2 separate regions of the Gossypium hirsutum genome follow, and region 1 is linked to region 2. The links are chromatin contacts, called in public Hi-C maps. All regions are on one chromosome and are shown on one strand. The core of a region is the stretch at or near the end of the contact, and the rest is flanking DNA. Distances in the headings are between cores, read along the strand shown.

Region 1 (6,759 bases), core at 1,728-4,227, 73 kb after region 2:
AATTGTGAACTTTATAATAACTTAAATCATGATTGCTACACATTCTGTGGTTTAAAACAAAGAGAAATCCTAAATCCCCCGATCAATAAAAAACTAAGAATGACTTCTGTCGATTTAGTGGTCTAGGCATTTGCTTTTCCTAAGAGTTGTGAGGTAACAATTACATTTGGTATTTCCCCTCTCTCAAACAGCATAAGCAAATAAATAGGTAACCCAAACAATTCCAACTTCCAAATCATCCAGAAGCATTGATATCCTGAATAGCGGATCTCAGGACCTCATCCCCAGCAACCCGCCGTAATTTCTTTATAAAAGCATCCTTGGCCATCATTCCAGCCTGTGGTAAACAATTGGGCAAAAAAAAAAAGAGCTATCAAAACATGCTTAGATTTTAGAATGCGACTTCCATTCCAAGCAACAAGAGATATCTGGAGTTCCTTTTTGTAAATTATATAGATGATTCGATCCACAAGGACAATGATTGGGAATTGTTTGATCGTCTTTATCCGAGTAAGAGGCGAAACATAATCAACTTGAACTCAGTAAGAGGCGAAACATAATCAACTTGAACTCAGGACAGCTATTCGAAATTTGAGTGAAAGACTGGATTTGTAATCTCATGTTCGCTTTTCGTGAAAAAATATCAATTGAAGTGAAGGGTTTCGTCAAACAACAAGGAGGTGGGTCAACTATTCAATCAAATGATATTGTGCATGTTTCCCATCTCTTCCCGGGAGGCAAGTGGCTATTTCTTTGCAAAATTGTGTTCAATTTCATATGTAGCAATTCCGCCAAGATCTCTTCGTTAGTTGGGGGAAGAATCCACACCAATCGGATTTTTTGAGGAACATATCGAGTGAGAATTAGATTTGGTTAGACAATGTATAGTTGGTAAACAGGGATCGATTTTTTAGCAAAGTACGGTGTATAGTCAAATATTCAATATGATTCCACAAGATCTAGTTTCGTTCAACCTAATCTAATTGACAGGCACACCTACTTACCCTATATGTGCTGTATATCATCAATATTTCTTGGACTTTGCCAGGAGGTAGAGAGCTCTTAATCTTCGAAAATAATTTTTCAAGGGAATACTTGACACCAGCAACTGCCCTCAGTGGAGCTTGACCTACAAGAGAATCATACAAACATACAAAACGTTAACTACTAAAATATACAAGGAAACAATAAAAAGGGTACCAAGGAGAGAAGAAAAGCTTACCTTGCATGTTACTAGGTCTGAAACTCACAACAGACTCGGGAAGAATATTCATGTTTGCAATATTTGACCATACCACATACCACTTCGGGTTCTTGGGATCATCAGAACCAGTGTCAAAATCTACACTAGATGGGAGATGCTGTTCTGATCCGGCTTCTACTTTTTCGACATTTCCCAATATCACCCGGCACAGAATAAGATGTTTTAGATCATTTCCATCAACATCAGCAAGCTTTGCACTGCAACCATTAACCCAACATTAAACAGATAGAAAAATGACAGCATGACAGTAAAAATTACCAGAAAAGAAACGAAGTAACAAGGAGTAATAAAACCCGATCAAAAACTGAGAAAACCTGGTATAGATATTACATAAATATATGATACTAAACCACTTCTAGTTCTAGTTTCAGCTAGAGAACTGCTCAAGCCAGAATTTCCCCTTGCACCAACTAGGCTTGAGCCTTGACCTCAATCTCGAATCCAATAGTAATCTAATAGGATAACAGCCTTAGTCCCTGAGTGAAAACTAACTTATTAATGGTAGCAAACAAAGATTTTACCTCAAGTGTGGCAAGCCTACGGGAGATAAATAAATGCCAATCCCATAAGCATCAGCCGCGGGAAGCATAGTAGGTGAGCCAAACCCATGGGCCAGAACACTCTCCACACGCTTGGCGGAAGCCCCAAACCATGCATAAACCATATTTGAAGAGCCCCTGGCAGCCTTAGTAACCTCATTCTGCTTTTGAAAAACTTCGTGACGAGCTTTGTCCAAATGCGTTTCTCGCTTACATTGAAAAATTGAAGTAACTAAAGCTCCAGTATCAACTTTCGCAATTCCTTTCAAGAAATTATCCTTCACGAGCATAGACGTCATATCTGTTTCATTTAACCGTATCGTATTAGGCCATTTAGCATCTCCTCCCTCCTCCAAACGCTGACATTTGACCGCATCATTCCCCGCGGCTTTGTAAGAGGAACTCACTTCAGGCTCCTCCTCCCTCTTTCTTTTCGATGAAGGTCGATCAATCTTAACTTCAATCTCAATCTTAGGATTGCAATTACAATTCTTATTTTTATAATTACAGCTAGTATAATCATCCCACTCACTACATTCTGATTCAATAAATTCTTCTTCGCTAAAAAAATCGCTAGGGAAAAAACACTTGCCACTTTCGTCTATCCAAGAAATTGACCGGCAATTACCTGTCGAGTACTCGATCTGCAGCATCCTCTTGAAATCAAATATATACTTCGAACCGTCAATCGACGTCTCGATAATCGGTTTCCGCTCCAAGAAACCGGCTCGGAGCGTTTCTACTACATCGGCCGAGAAATTAACCCATGAATCATTACGAAAGTACATGAACCGCAACGGAACCGCGCTCCATCCGAAATTTGCGTTGTTCTGTGAGAAATCTCGTTTGCAGAAACCAGATCGGACGCTGCCGCCGCGTTTACACGTACCTTTAGAGGAGAAAAACGATGCCGGTGCACTAGGAGGAACCCTAACGCCAACGGATTCCACCAGATTCATGGTCATCGTCGCTGTTGAGATTTCTTGGAACTATAAATAATAAATTAAAAACCAAAAGGAACTGAAGAAATTCTTCAGGATTCAAACAAAAAGACAACCAGTAGAATCGGAAGAGATTGAAAACAGAACCCGCCTTATATAAAGGCGCTCAAAGCATGAAAATTCCGTGAAAGATTAAGATTAGGGTTTTATATGAAATTACAAAAGCAGGTCTTCGAATTAATGACCGTTAAGGCGGCGTTGCTGGAAATGAATAAGGGGTGTTTTAGATAATTCGCTTTGAGGCGGTTACGGATTTGTGGGGCCCGCAACAAACGTTTGTTCGAGACGAGAGCGATGATTATTAAACAACAACTTCTTGGCTAAGTAGCTTTTCTCTTCGTCTACTTATCTTTGCCACGTCAGATGTTGGATTCGGACATTTTTTTGTTCTTTCTTCGGCCCAAAGAAAGTAGACATTTAAAAAGAAAAAAAAATGAATTTATGCCTTACATTAGGTCAACCCCCCAAAATGCCGACTTTTATACTCTCAACTTCCCTTCAAATCCGTGTTCCAAACTTGCAAATTAAGTATTCTATTTTTTAAATACTCCGATTTAAGTTTTAAAATAATAAATATTATCGTAAAATTATTTTTTTAATAACTTATTATTTAAAATATATTATTAAAGTTTGTACTTTAATCCTTAAAGTGAACAAAGAAATCTCAACCAATGGTCTACAATGGTGTTTACTTTTTTAATTTTAAATTTAAATATATCTTCGTTTCATAATTTTTTTTCTTTCATTCGCATTCGCCTTTTGGATGTCACATAATCCAATATTTTTAACATAAATTAATATATATTTTAATTTTAGTTTCATAATTGAAAAGCGCTTAATACATGTAGTATAAGTCATCAAGGGCCCAAAAAAGAGGCCCAGCATGCCCAAACAAAAGTAAACAAAGGCCAAGCCCATTCCAATAAAAAATCACAAAGAACCAAAGGGCACTAGCACCTTCACCAACCGGCAACCGCCACCAGGCACTGTAGTGAGCTCCGGCCAATGAGAAAGGAGCACCATGTCTTGACCCATCTTCCACTTCCTAAACAACCGGAACAAGAAGAACCCGTAGCAACCATAAGCAAATACCCACCCATCTTCAACTAAGGGTCTATTTGCTTCATGAAAAACAGTTTACAAAAAATAATTTTTGAAAAATGAACTTATTTGTTAGAAAATGTGATATTTTCTTTTTGATGATTTTATGTAAAATATTTTTATGGTATTTGGTAGGTTTTCTAAAAGATTCTCTTCTTATTCAAAATAATTTTTGACATATTTTTAATTTTTTTAAAATTAAATAGTATTAATTCTCATAAATATAGTAATAATTATAATTTAAATTACATAAATAAATATGTGCTTGTAACATCTCCTTTAAACACATTAATTGAGTAATATTAAAAGCAATTGTAAAAGATTGATTTGGTTCAAACAATAAAATCATGACTATTGATATTCTTCACAACATAATACTGGTGGCTATTTTTATAGACTTACATAATTCACAAATATAGATAGGATCTTAATAGTTCGATGCCACGTGATTTATGACCAATAATAGTTGGGTAGTTATTAGGAAGGACTAACAATGATATCAAGAACTACCGGAACACCAAACGTAAGAAGAAACTCTACCCATGAATATGACTTCTCAATCCTAGAAAAAACCACCACCATTAGCATCTTCTCATCACACTCCTTTTGTTTCATTTCAATCTTTATCACCCTTATATAAAGACTGAATTATTTATCACACTCCAACCAGATCTTTCACGACCTATAAGCCAATGTCATCATTTCAATCTAATATTTTGTATAATGACAACACTACTTTGGCTACTAATTATTCTATTATTCACACTTTGGAGACTTTGGTGAATTACATGCACTGTTACTAATAAAGAAAATTATTTTTCTCATGTTTGCGAGTGCACCAAGTTGAAGTTCATTTGATGTTAGCTCTACCCATATCAGTTTTGGCAAAGAGATCAAGCAAGAAGACGAGTAATTTTCAAGTTTTGGTCCCTTTAATGGGTATGAAGATAATCACAATTTCATGTTGTGTCTTGAGATTAAAATGTTAACTAATAAATAGAGAAGCCAAATGGATATAATTTAAACAATAACATGACATGAAACATAAAAGAAAATAGTTTCACATTTGCTACCTCATATGCCGGAACTAACATTAACACACATGTCCATTGTATCAAGTTTCATGGTTATAGCCCTATTGAACAACACAAAAACTAGATAAAAATGGTTATTCTTTGAATATTTTATAAATTTTAAATTATTTTTTAAAAGGAAAATTTATTAATTCATTCTGTGAATGAGTCCATACAATTCGGAAAAAAAAACAAACATCGGTCGTAGGCGGTAAAGGATAAACTCCATCGATACAACAAAGGATTCAGCCTCAACATCAATAGAATATTATGGCACATTGACAATTGGCTCTGTCATAAATCAATCATGACATATCTGAATTGATTGTAATTAGCACTTAATACGATAAGGAAATCGGTCTTGAATGGTCCAAAGTGACAAGCAAAAATCGACAGAAGAACTGAGGATCCACCAAACTGGAGAGGACGGCAACAAAACCATCTGTAAAATCACTTGCAAAAGCAATACTACATGTATAAGCAAAAAAAGAGAAGAAGTAAACGATTTGGAGAAAGAAGAGAAAAGTTTTTAGAGTTTCATTAAAGAATTGTCTTTAAAAGGTTAATTTATTAATCATAGAGATGGTAGTTCTAAATAATGGATTTATATAAATTATAATTTAAATTATTTGTTCACGTGGCATATGAGTTAAATACACATTGACTACCACAAAAATTGTCATGTCAATATTGTTAAAAAAATTAATGTTTTAGTTTCCGTTTCTTTTAAAGAAAATTAACTTAACCTTCTTTGAAAGTTTAATAGTCAAAATTTAATTTTTTTTAAAAATTAAATTAATAAAAAATATAAATATTAAAAATTAAATTTATCATTATATCTATTTTTTAAACTCAACTTAGATTTATATCTGATAAAATTTTTTTAGGGGTTTTTTAAGGTTTGTATCGGAAAATTTTATATATTTAATGTTTTTATAAATCAATCATTACAATTATAAATTGCAGAGCATATTTAGCAACTCATTACAATTAATACACCTATGTCAAACTCACACGTAGTGATATCTGCATCTTAGGCTTCAAAGTTTTGTGATTTTTTCCGATAATTGGATTTGATTTTAGGTTTTTTATTTAATTTAGGATTTTAGGATTTATTTTAATAATATGAGTTTTTTTAATGATCTTTTAGATATTATTTTTAAATTATTGTTTGATGTATTAGTGGTGGAATTTTTTAACTCCACAAGCGAGTTTAAAAAATTATTAGTGGAGCTTTTAGACTTTAAAAATAAGGTTAGGGGGGTTAACAAGTGTATAAGGTATGGCAAAATATTTAAAAATGTTTAAAAAAACACATGCCAATTTTTTAATTGTTTGTGGAATAAATAAAAAATACATTGCTAGTGTATCAAATACTAACCCCTTAAAATATAAATTAACGATACTTGACAATTTCTTAAACCTGCTAATAGAATTAAAAGAACATTAAATAATATCCTTTATTTAATAAAGTCTCAAACTATTTTTTTATAAATATTTCTAAAAATAAAAATTCCATGATTTTTCTTAAAATAGTTTATATAAAATGTTTTCATCATAAAAATATTAAAATAATTATAAATCAAATACACGAGTAACTATGATTATTTAATTTGTATATTTGTATTCCAAAAATCTTTCAAACAATTCGACTTAGATCAATTTTTTATTTTTCCTAATTTTTTTTATTTATCCTAATCATTAATTTATATTTTATATCTCACACTTATTTATAATACCTTCATCTTCTTTTTCCCATTTTGTTAAGATAAACAGGTTTT
Region 2 (6,579 bases), core at 3,792-6,291:
CATATTCTTCAGGTAAAAAACTATTGGGTTAATTCTGATGGAGCTGATGTAGTCCAACACATGATCGACAATTTTGTGTTGTAAAAGGTGCCAACTTGTTTATTACCACACGTAAATCACCCGATGGCTTTTGGATGCAATGGCATTCGGGGTTCTGAAGGGATATTGGCTGGAGGGTGGAACTTGGAAGGTTAATTTACTTTTACAGGTTTAAAAGGGGGGACCGGCCATTAACATTAACATAGAACGGAAGATGAAATCCCAAAACTTGTGTTGTAAAGACGGATTACCTGCTATGAACCTGCGCCTAATTCTGGAAATATTACTCAGTTCAGCTGTTGCAAAATCTGCTTCGTTTCAGTCACAAAGAAGACGCGGTTGCAAAGATCTATGTTATCCGAATTCTTTACTTCTATTGAAGTACTCGTCAACAACTGGTCTTGTCATTTGATTTCGAGAGCCGATAAGAACATATTTTCTGGCAAAAAATGTAGCTCATAGATTAATTTCAAGAGCTTAAGTTAAAGGTGTGAAATTAAAAGATGGAAAAAAAATCACACAAGCTACAAAATGAAGGGATAAATAACAATGTAGTTTTAATTTTTTTTTAAATTTATAATGCACAAAATATGATTATAAATATTTTAAAAAATACAAATTTAATTATTATTTAGCATATGAATACATATAAACACTCATTCCAAAGGCAAGTAATAGATGTTTGGATATGTGTGCGAATGTGATTTTCTAAATATATGAATGGTCTTTCAGTATACGCTGTATATATGGACGAAAGAGCGAGAAGGTTGAGAGCAAGGAGGTCCACGTAAGTTGGCGTTGGATTGTTGTTAGGTGATCTTAGATCAATGTGTGGCGTCTTGCCGGTCCCAGCCCAGCTCACACTCTGTTCCTTGTGTTGGCATTTTAGGTTGCAGCCATTCTTCTACTGCAGATATATAATGGCTTTAAATCGTAATGCTGGTGTAACACTGATTATCAATAATGGAGAAGGTATCAGAACCCAGAAGTAAAAAGAACCAACGAAATTTAAAACGCAATTAGAATCTTCTCGATTCTCGTGAGTACAATCCCCGGATATTTAAGTGTAAGCTTAAAGTAATATTATTAAGTTTACAAAAGAGATTGGTCCGTGGTGGTAATTCAGGATCGATAAGCAGATCCTTAACCGGAGGCAATTATGATTTCTGGATACGGAAATTAAACAAAACTTGTAGGCAGGAGCAGCGGAGAAGCAGTTAGGATTTGCAAAGCAGATTAAGGAGTGGTTGTGTGTGATTGGATCATTCCCAAGAGCATGCGTGAGGTTTGTTTGCAGTTGCAGGTAAAATATATTTTCAAGCCAAACTCCATAATCTATTCCCTTACAAATACCAAACCCAAAAATAGTATCCTCCTTGGGAAAATAATAGTAACACAAATACCAGGGAATTGAGAGTATGGATTTGGATTTGGCATGTTGGAATGGAACTAGTCAAAACTCACCAGCTAATACCTCAAAACCAAGACCCTCCCTTTGAAAGATACAAAAACGTGGGTGGAAGCCATTGGAATAACCTCATGGTCATTCCCCAGTTTTGACATTACATAAATGAAATAAACCCTTCTTTGTTTTTTGGGGGTAGAAATTAGAAAACTCTCTATCATTTGGTTTTTGTGTGATCTTTTTAGTTTTGCTGTTTTTGTTTTAAATTTCGGTCTTTTCCTTTGGCTGACTCTGCTGTGCATTCTTTTTGCTTTTCTACCTCCCCTGCTACTGCTACTACAGTTGTTTTCACATTGATATCTGTATATATATTTGGTAAGGTACATTGGTTTCTTTGGCTCATGAAACGAGGCTGAGGTCCTTCCCTTTTCGGTTGAGGTCCTCTCCCAATTTTGCCTTTTAGCTTCATTTGCAGTTCTCTTTTTGCCTTCCACGTTCCTTCCCTTGATTCAGAGATTTTACAAGGTAAAATCAGACTTTCTTGTTTCTTATGCATTGTAGTTGTGGAGGTGGCATTCAAGTACTGGAAAAAAAAAAACTTTACAACAAAAACATTCAGATTCAGTTACCTTCTACACTGCCAACCATATTTAATTTCCCCTGCTTTGGCCTCTCTTTTTTCACTGCTCTAATAACAACTCCCTATATCTCTCATCTTTTAAGGATTCGACCTTTCCCCGTTCCATCTTTGAAGAAAACAAAATGAGCAGCTCTCCCAATTATGTTTGCTGCCATAGAAATAGACTCCTTGTTGTCTTGCTGTTCCTCCTGGTTTCAAGCTTGACCCAAGTTACATTCATGGCTGCTGAAGGTAAACTTTCTTCTTTCCTCGTTTAAACTCTCCAAATTTAGAAACAAGGAAAAGAAAGAAAACCCCATTTAGTAACTCTATCTTACACTCGCTTTCATGTAATTCCAGGAAGGTCTCTTTCCAGGTTGCTTGAAGTAGCTCAGGTATCAATAATCAAAATCCCATTTCTATTTTCTGTCTTTATTTTCTTAACATCCAATCAGAATTGACAGAATTCAATAAATGTTGCATGAACAGAAAGAAACTGAAGAAGAAGATAAGCCATTTATGATGAGAAGTCTGATAGGGTCAAGGCCGCCAAGGTGTGAGAGAAAGTGCAGTTCTTGGCCCAACTGTGAAGCAATTCAAGTTCCTGTCACAACACTATTCAAAAACCGTAGAGACCGCCATTTCTCAGCTGCATTGTTCTCAATATCTTTCTCTAGAGGAGATGACATCTCAAATTACAAGCCCATGAGCTGGAAATGCAAGTGTGGGAACCTGATTTGTAACCCTTGATTTGAAGGTAAAAAAAACCCAACATTGTAAAGCTACATTTTGTTTGAGTTTGAGGTTGACGGTAACAATTTTATTTTGCCGTTTATTTCATGTTCCTTCTCCTATTGCAAGATCATAGCTTTCGCTACTATTTGTTTACTTTAGTTACAGTTAAAAACATCAACAGATTAAGATACACTTAATTCGAGACTGTTAACATTAAAAGTTACCTTTTTTTTACGAGTGATGAGATGAGATCAGATATTTGTTACTTTTGATGACAAGTGACGACATTGATCATTTAAAATAGATAATAAAGATGCAGACAGTTACTGGTTTCGTATATTACAAGACATGTAAGATTAGAGGGGTTTAGACCCTGTTCTTCCTCTTGTATTTTAGACACCCCCACCTCGAAGTGATAAAAATACCCCAGCGTAACTCATGATCTTAATCATGATTAACAAAGTTAAATGGATAACCTTCACGTGGTGTTAAAGTTAACGAAACAGTTTTTTGTCGGATATTATATATGAAGGAGACAGAAAAATATCTTTGTACTGATGAGAAAACGGGCTTCAACATAGTAATAATAAAAGAGATGCATTCCAAGGTATGGGCCATGCTTTTTCTCTGAAACTGATCTTACATAAATAATTGAACTGCCTCTGTTAGAATCCTATTTGTAAATAATAAAGAGTTGGTGGATTGTTTGTGAATTGTCTGTTTCCTTTCATGTAAAAAAGATTAGAGGGGAGAAAAAAAGACATTAAATGCAGCATTGAATATGGGCCTGAAAAAAAGATTGCAGTTAGAAATAGTAAAGGAAGTGAAGGCTTCATCTTCTTGATTCATTGGTTTTTGCAGAGCTGCGATCTGTCTCCTCAGCCCTTCTCTTTCTACTTTATTGCTTACTAAGGTGACTGGTGACTATACCTAAGATTAAACTTCATGATGTTGTGATTAGAAATTTTTTGTCATAAAAAAGTAACCCAGATGCTTAATAAATGAGTTTGATAAGTTTCTTAGCAAGTATGAAGATGGTTATGTTTATGCATGGATTTGCATGGTAAATGTAAAACCTTGAGAGGTAAAAGATAAAAAGAACTTTGTTAAAAGTTCTCTTCTGTTTCTACACTTTTTTTCTGATTCTGGTAGAGCTGTGCGGTATGTGACAGTGGCCACCAGTGATTAGCAAAAAGGAGATTTCATGGTTTCAGTTGAAAAATGAAAAGTAAAGGCGATAAAGGTTGATTTACCACCTCTCAAGATAAAAACAAATTGAATGTTATGCATTTCAGGCATGTCGATGAGAAAAACCAAGTGGCATGCTTCTTAGGAAGATTAAAATCTCAAGGATGGGATCTTCAGTTTTGGTATAAAAGACATGTGTTAACATCATTTTTCTTTGGAAGAAAATGATTTTAGTCATGTTTTTCATAGAATCAAAGAACATCCACAAGTTACAGAGTATTCATGGCAGATAATTGCTAAACGAAGTAAAAACCCCTAAATTAGACATGAATCAAACAAATGTTGGCTGAGGGGCTGACATTCCCTTTGCTTCAAAGATGAATAAAACACAATCCCCACGTTGTTTTGTTTTCATTGCATAAACTTTGAACCAACTCACTTCACTTCTCCATTTTTTTTTATGGCTAACATATTCCATGGCATCCACCAGGCCCTTTGGATAATGATTTTTCCTCGAGAAATATCAGTCTGTGGCTGCTGCTTGTGAAAAGTAGAGATTCCCTTGGATATGAGCGAATCTAAAATTCCATGTTACCAAAAGGGTTATTGTTTTTTCCTTACTCAAAAGTCATTTTTTGTTGTCAATTCCTTTTCAAGAGGGTATCATTTCTTCTTCCAACTTTCGCATTCTGGTTTATGAGCTTCTGTCTGGATTTTATGTTATTTTTATTTTTTTAATCAATACCTTTTTTTTATTTTTATGTTGTTTGTTGTTAATTTCTTTGGCAACTTCGAAGGTCTTAAGGCTAAAGAGATAAATAATGAGACTTGTCAGATAGAGAAAGGGTTAAGTATGTATCTCCAATGGTAATCACAACTTATTGGCTCGCCTGATATGAATGTTTCTGGTTGTTCTCTCAAAGGAAGTAGTGCCAAAGAATTTTTCTATGATCTTGCTAGGTCATTGCTTTTGAGGAGATCCATGAGGCTATGTTTGAGCAAAATGGTGATAAGGCTCCTGGGCCGGATGGGTACACTGCCCATTTTTTCAAAGTTGCCTGGTATATTGTAAAAGCTAATGTGACTAAAGACTGCTATATTTTTTCAAGTATTCTAAGCTGATGTCTGCTTTTAATACAACCACTATTGTATTGGTACCCAAGGTGAAAATTCTTGGTCATATGAGGTAGTTTCGGCTAATTTTTTTTTGTTCTGTTGTTTACAAATGTATCACTAGGATTTTGGTTAAAAGGCTTAGAACGCACTTATTAGATGTGAGCTCCAGAAGCTAAAGTGCCTTTGTGAAAGGACGAAGCATAAAGGATAATATTTTAATGGCCCAAGAACTTGTAGAGGGCTATAGGAGGACAACTTTATCTCCTCAATGTGTTGTCAAATTTTATTTACAGGGAGCATTTGATTCTATTAGCTAAGATTCTAATCGGTGATTTTCAATGCTCAAAGTTGTTGGTGCACGCAATTCTTTTTCCCTAAAATAGTTATTCAAAAAATCAATCAAATTGCTCCAGGTTATGATCCAACAAAGGGAACAAGAGTAAGTTGGAGTTTGATCTGCCATCCTATGTCTGAGGATGGTCTGGGGATGAAGGACTTGATGACATGAAAGCAAGCTTGTTTAGTGAAGCTTAGAGAGATTCTTTCCGGTGGAGGATCCTAATGGATATCATGGTTACATGCTTATGTTTTAAAGTGTGTATCCTTTTGGCAGACTTCAATTTCGGTAAATGGAAGTTGGATTTGGAGGGAACTTATGAAGTTAATGGATATTACTGTTGGAGCAAAATCTGTTTTTAAAATCGGGAGCACATTAGGAGGAGAAAAGTGAAAGTGAAATGGAATAAACTAGTGTGCCATACTTTGAAGATACCCGAACACTCCATTATTACTTGGATGACTATTCTTGACATGTTGCCTACTAAGGAGAGACTACTTTCAATGGGACTGTCTATTGAAGGAAGCTGTGTTTTTTGTGGTAGTGAGATTGAAACTAGAATTCATGGATATTGAGGCATCAACAAGTCTCTTCTTGTGTCGAAACTTGCATGGAATGCTTTTATTTACCTTAAATGGAGGAATAGGAGACAGTTTATTCGCCCTAGCTTTTTACCTTCTCTTTTTCACTTTGGTCCCTTTTTCCTGATTATTTGGACCTTCGATCTTTCAAATTTAGTTAAACTGTTGTTTTTTGGACAAAAAAAGCTGGTTAGACTGTTAGAATTTAAACGACACTAACTTGATCACTTTATTAGGAGCTACATTTGTTATTTTTGTGAATCAAAAGAATGTAATAGCTCAAATACCAGTGACCTTTTGAAGTTTATGAGAATAAAAGGCTTTGTTTCAGTTTATAACATTCTTGATCCTACTTGGACAGATTAAGCTTGGGGTGGGGCTCTTTGCTTCAGATAACTTAAGGAAATAAATTCAAGAGTTCACCATGCAAAAGCAATCAACCAGCAGAAACCAGAGGTATAAAGGTTTCAAGGTAAAGCATGTTCTAACAAAAGGGAAAGGGACTCTTTTAGCATTTTAGCCATTGTGCATGAAACCATGAAAGAAATGGTATAGAATG

The links. A called contact is a pair of places that touch in the nucleus more often than the background predicts.
Region 1: a contact with region 2 is called in a Hi-C map of leaf, with 1.7 times the contacts expected there. The contact joins the promoter of LOC107905184 here to the enhancer-like site in region 2. A contact is called at or near these places in 5 of 34 Hi-C or Micro-C datasets (all in leaf).

Annotation. Positions count from the first base shown.
Region 1 is chrD05:19,507,121-19,513,879 of Gossypium_hirsutum_v2.1, forward strand. It overlaps LOC107905184 (probable inactive poly [ADP-ribose] polymerase SRO3), which reads right to left and starts at 2,978. Exons shown (of 4, transcript XM_016831770.2): 1 at 1,786-2,978; 2 at 1,223-1,461; 3 at 1,005-1,129; 4 at 1-337. The coding sequence starts at 2,768. The coding sequence ends at 236.
Region 2 is chrD05:19,432,265-19,438,843 of Gossypium_hirsutum_v2.1, forward strand. It overlaps LOC107905179 (putative lipase C4A8.10), which reads left to right. Exons shown (of 14, transcript XM_041094202.1): 10 at 13-826; 11 at 929-1,969; 12 at 2,168-2,315; 13 at 2,424-2,458; 14 at 2,553-2,903. The coding sequence ends at 84. Among protein-coding and RNA genes, the nearest start is that of LOC107905178, 6.9 kb to the right of the region's middle. Within about 2 kb of position 5,042, at least 4 of the 9 cell types and tissues checked have an H3K27ac peak or open chromatin away from gene starts, as enhancers often do. A contact at or near this core is called in leaf, where this site is marked.